Regions from separate parts of the Hordeum vulgare genome. Here region 1 is linked to region 2. A link is a contact called in public Hi-C data. All regions are on one chromosome and are shown on one strand. The core of a region is the stretch at or near the end of the contact, and the rest is flanking DNA. Distances in the headings are between cores, read along the strand shown.

Region 1 (2,700 bases), core at 27-2,526, 860 kb before region 2:
TTTGCCCGGCGGTGGCCACTGGCTGCGGCGAGGGGTACGAGCTGGTGAGGGACGCTGCTCGCGGCCGGGGTTGGAGTCGCCGCCCGTGTCATCTAAGCTAGGGGACGGAGGGGCCGCTAAAGGAGAGGCGATCTAAACACTCTTATATTATTTTACGGAGAGTGTATTAATTACTGCAAAACCTGATAAGTTTGATGTCTAAGTAGCTCGTTGTGAAGCATGCATTTGTACCGAAAGCTGGGTCACTATTTGTCCTCCAAGCGGATTGCTGGAAGGTTACGCAAATCCACGACAAGGTCATACCAAAGGAGAAGATGAAGGAGAGCCAACAACTACAACGTGCGCAGTTGCTGACCATATAGGATTTCCAACCTCCAAAGGAGAAGTTGAAGGAGACACCCAGCACGCAGTCACTGATCGCCTAGAGTTTCCAACCTGTTAGACTGTTTTTTTTTCTGCTTCTCTAAGATGAGCTTTACGAAGGAGTCTCGGCATTTCCTATTTGACGCCTATTTTTGCTAACGGACGCCTCCGCTCGGCATTTGGCCCGGCCTAGTTTCACATTTCTTTTAAAGAAAGATCAAAATATGGTGCTACAACTCGGGATCGAACTCACGACATGAGGCTTTGAAGCAAGCACACTAACCACGAGGCCATCACAATATATATGATTTAGTTCTTCGTCTCCTCCCTTTTATTTAGTTTTTCTTGTCTTTTTCTTTTTTTTTAAATGTGTGGATTATGTTTTTCAAATTATTGCATTTTTTCAGTTTTATGAACTTTACGAAAAATTCAATGAATTATTTTTTAAATTCAATGAACTTTTTTGCAAACCGATGAAATCTTTTTTAAATTCATAAACTTTTCTAAAATTCGATGAACTTTTTTTCGAATTTGATGAACTCTTCTAAAATTTGATGAACTTATTTTAAAATTTGATGAACTTTTTTTATAGTTTGATCAACTTTTTTTATAATTTGAGAAACATTTTATAAAAATTTTGAACTTTTTCTAGCTTTTGAACTATTTTTCAAATTGATGAATTTTTTTAGATCTATTTTCTAAAAGTCAACGGTCAAATGGTTTGACGAACCAACAGTATTACACATTTAACCGAGCGATCCAGCGAAAGAAACGAAAACGAACGAAGTTACTTGTTGGGCCAGCCCACAAGCTTGAGGCTGTGAGCGCCAGTTTACCTAATTGGCGCCTGCAGCGCAAATTAGGAGGTCCCAGGAATCTGCGGCCAATCCTATTTGACACCACGGGCGTCCGTTATAATGAAATTTCGCTAACGGGCGCCTGCAACGACCCGCGCTGGGCCGACCCATCTCAGCATTTTTCTTTTCTGTTCTGAAAAGAAAAAAAGGTTTAGGCTTCATGGGAATCAAACTCTCGAACTCCAGCTCGGGTTAGCACGCTGTAACCACCACGCCACCATAATCGATCTTATCACTAATTTTATTTTCCTCTTTTTTCTATCTTTGGTTTTCGTTTTTTTCTTCTGGTTTCGTTTCTTGCTTCTGGTTTTCGTTTTTTTGCTTCTGGTTTCGTTTCTTGCTTCTGGTTTTTGTTTTTTTGCTTCTGTTTTTCGTTTTTTGCTTATGTTTTTTTCGTTTTTGTTTTTCCTTTTTTCATCTTCATGGCTTGATGATTTTTTATAGTTCGTGAACTTTTTCTTTAAATCCATGATTTTTTTCAACTTCACAAAACTTTTGTTGATGAACTTTTTTCAAATTGAATGAACGTTTTTAAAAATTTGATGATTTTTTTTCTCAAATTAATGAGTATTTTAGTTTGATAAACTTTTTTTTAACATTTGACGAACTTTTTTCACATTTGATGATTTTTCTTACAAATTTGATGAACGTAGCAAAGAAAACTTTATTTTCAGGGGGAGTGGTGCATTGTACTAGGTTCAATCTTGTTGTGCTCTATATCCAAGTGATAAAACGGGACAAGACATCTATTTATATTGTTGCTATTAAGGATAAAATGATGGAGTCTGAACGTATTGCTTGTCTTACTTTGTCTACATCATGTCATCTTGCCCAAAACATTACTCATTTTGTTATGAACTTAATACCATAGATGTATGCTGGATAGCAGTTGATTGATGGAGTAATAGTAGTAGATGGAGAATTGTTTTGGTATACATGTTTATGGACATGATGCCTATATGCATGATCATTGTCATGAATAATATCATAACTATGTGTTTTTCTATCAATTGTCCAAGATTAATGTGTTTACCCGTCGTATGCTATGCGTTCGAGAGAGAAGCCTCTAGTGAAAACTACGACCCCAGAGTGTACTTAATCAAATTACTAAATACCTAAAAAGCTCGATGTCTTTATTTAATTTCTATTTTTATTTTACTTTTATATATCTATCTCTATCAAAATTAATCCTTGCAAGGAAAGAGTTAAAGGGAGTAGACTCTCTTGCCCGCGCTGGGTGCTAGCATTTGGTTTTGTGTGTGTAGGTGCTCACGACGGGAAGTTTTCTTAAATCTCTTATTAGTTTGATAAACCTTGGTTCATAACTGAGGGAAATACTTACCGCTACTTTATCATTTCATCCTTCCTCTTCGGGGAAAAACCCAATGCAACTCACAAGTAGCAGGAATAATTTCTTGCGCCGTTACTAGGAGACATCATCAAATTCTGATCAAGTTCCTTCACACAAATTACCAATCAC
Region 2 (2,700 bases), core at 164-2,663:
TTATTCCTAGAACCAGGGCTCCCCCAATGCATGCCCGCAAAGTATAGAGCAGCACCAACTATGCACAAGCACAACCAACAGAGACTAGCACCAGTAATCACAGCACTTATTAAACACCAAAACATACCAACTTGGCCGTAGCATAACAAAACCTCAAAAGACAGAGCACGGCCCTATAGTCCACTCAAAGTAATACACCGGAATCAGCAAAGGACATGGTCAATTCCATCTGGCATAATCCTCGTGCATACAACCACTCAAGGACATCGAATTCCTCTGAGCCACACGAAACTGATGAGCAATGAATGTCAGAATGTTGACAGTGGTATTTACCCAAAAATCCAAACCTGGCTCTAAAATCTAACCAGGATTCCCGCAAATACCTACCTGGAGCCAGTACACACTCTTATAACCTCAGAACATAAAAGGTGCAAACTGCTGCGCTAGCATTCGATCTCCCAGCAGCCCATTATCATCCCAATTCAGACTTCCCAACAAATCTACACCAAAACCTTCGGAAATTCGCAGTAACCAGACAGCTAAACAGTCTGGAAGGCACAGAACCCGAAATGCGCCTACACCGATATTAGCTAGAATCATCGTCATGAGCGCTACCAAAAACCGTAAACCTTAGGTCCTTGGCAAGGACGGGGAAACCCAGGCGGAATAAGCCCTAGGCAGAAGCAAGTGCGTCCGAGATTCGGCTCACCGGAGATCCATAGGCGCCCTCGAGGCGCCTGGCGAAGTCCTCGGCGGCGGCGGCCTGGCGCTGCATGGCCGCCCTGCACGCCTCGTCCTCGCCCTCCTCCGGCAGCTCGAGCGGCGGCACCTCCACCTGCACCGTGCCGGGCTCTAGGCCATCCCCGGCCCCCGCCGGCCTCAGCAGCCACGGATCGGCGAGGAAGCCCTCGAGCGCCGCCGCAGCGCCCGCCCATGCCCCCGCCCTGTTACTGGCCCTCGCGGCGCCGAACCCTAGCTCGCAGTCGCACACCCTCCGGCTGCACAAAGGAAGGAAGAGAAGCCGTCAGCGCGCGAGAGGAAGGGGGGGCGGGCGGTGAAGAGAACGAGAGATACCGAGGCCGAGAGGGGGAGGGGGGAGGGGGAGGAGGAAGAGGGGTGTAACGTAAAGGGATGATACCAAGTGATGGGGCACGCGACGTGAAACGCCATGGGAGGCGGGCGGGGCGAGATGGGGTGCTCGCTCGCTCGCCAGTCGCCACGGCCACCAGAGCCCGGAACCAGATGGGTTCGTTTGGTGGGGTGGGTGGCCGATTCAAACCGATTTGGGTGAGGATTCGAAAACTTTGGGGGAGATTTCTCTTAATTTCGTTTGGACTGCGGAGGGGGGGAGAGAGAGCTCCTTCCCCTTGGGACGGGGGAGCACGGGCACGGCGGGGATGGGTGGGAGCTCTTGCGCCTAGGTCCCTCGGGGCTGGGGGTTTTGTACCCACAGCCTTTTCCTACGTGGGCCTGCGATGGGCCTCCCAGTACCAGGCCTGAGAAGAAGGCAGGCATCCTCCTCCTTCCAGAGAGATTGATTATATGAGTCAGGCCCGTTAGTTCCAAGTGAAAGACAAAAAAAATTCTCCCTAAGAAAATATTGCGAGGCCATGCTCTCCCGCCGGCTAGCGGCCGCCACCGGCTACGCGAGGCTGCTCTCCGCCTCCGCCCCGGCGGCGTCAACGGGAGGAGCTGGAGGGTCGATCTCCGTGGGGGGCGGGGACACGCTGGGGAAGCGCCTGCTGAAGCTCATCTACCCGAAGCGGAGCGCGGTGGTGGTGCTGCGCCGGTGGGCGGAGGAAGGCCGCGCGGTGCACAAGTACCAGCTCAACCGCGTCGTCCGCGAGCTCCGCAAGTACCGTCGCTTCAAGCACGCCCTCGAGGTACGCGACATTGCCGCGCCGACGCCGACGCGTTGCACCTAGCTACCAGCGCGCGCCCGCCCGCCCGCCACCTGTTCGCCGTATTGCCTGTCGACCTGACCCCGCCCCGCCCCGCCCGAATGCAGATTTGCGAGTGGATGAGGACGCAGCCGGAGATCAGGCTGCTGCCAGGGGACCACGCCGTGCACCTCGACCTCGTCGCCAAGGTGCGGGGCCTGGCTAGCGCCGAGAAGTTCTTCGAGGACGTCCCCGAGCGAGCCAAGGGGCCGTCCACCTGCAACTCCCTCCTGCACGCCTACGTGCAGCACGGCGCACGCGACAAGGCCGAGGCCATGCTCAAGGAGATGGCCGACGCAGGGTATCTCACGTGCGCGCTCCCATTCAATCACATGATGTCGCTCTACATGTCGGTCGGTGAGCTGGAGAAGGTGCCCGAGATGATCAAGGAGCTCAGGAGGTACACCATCCCAGACCTGGTCACGTACAACATATGGCTCACCTACTGCTCCAGGAAGAACAGCGTGAAAAGCGCCGAGAAGGTCTTTGATCTCATGAAAGATGACAGGGTGGTCCCTGACTGGATGACCTTCAGCCTGCTGGCTAGCATTTACATCAATGCCGGTCTTCATGTCAAAGGCCGGGATGCGCTTGTGGAGATGGAAAAGAGGGCCTCCAGAAAGGAGCGAGCCGCCTACTCGTCACTTCTCACCATGTACGCAAGCCTGTCAGACAGAGGTAACTTGGACAGGGTGTGGAGCAAGATGAGGCAAACCTTCAGGAAGTTCAGCGACGCCGAGTACAAGTGCATGCTTACTTC

Evidence for each region. A called contact is a pair of places that touch in the nucleus more often than the background predicts.
Region 1: a contact with region 2 is called in a Hi-C map of leaf, with 2.4 times the contacts expected there. The contact joins the enhancer-like site here to the promoter of LOC123399936 in region 2. A contact is called at or near these places in 2 of 6 Hi-C or Micro-C datasets (leaf and seedling).

Annotation. Positions count from the first base shown.
Region 1 is chr5H:138,153,662-138,156,361 of MorexV3_pseudomolecules_assembly, reverse strand. No RefSeq gene overlaps it. Among protein-coding and RNA genes, the nearest start is that of LOC123397786, 190 kb to the left of the region's middle. Within about 2 kb of position 1,276, at least 3 of the 3 cell types and tissues checked have open chromatin away from gene starts, as enhancers often do. A contact at or near this core is called in leaf and seedling, where this site is marked.
Region 2 is chr5H:137,292,423-137,295,122 of MorexV3_pseudomolecules_assembly, reverse strand. It overlaps LOC123399936, which reads right to left and starts at 1,413. Exons shown (of 12, transcript XM_045094327.1): 1 at 1,139-1,413; 2 at 710-998. The coding sequence starts at 1,170. It overlaps LOC123452472 (pentatricopeptide repeat-containing protein At4g02820, mitochondrial), which reads left to right and starts at 1,574. Exons shown (of 2, transcript XM_045129123.1): 1 at 1,574-1,883; 2 at 2,009-2,700. The coding sequence starts at 1,611.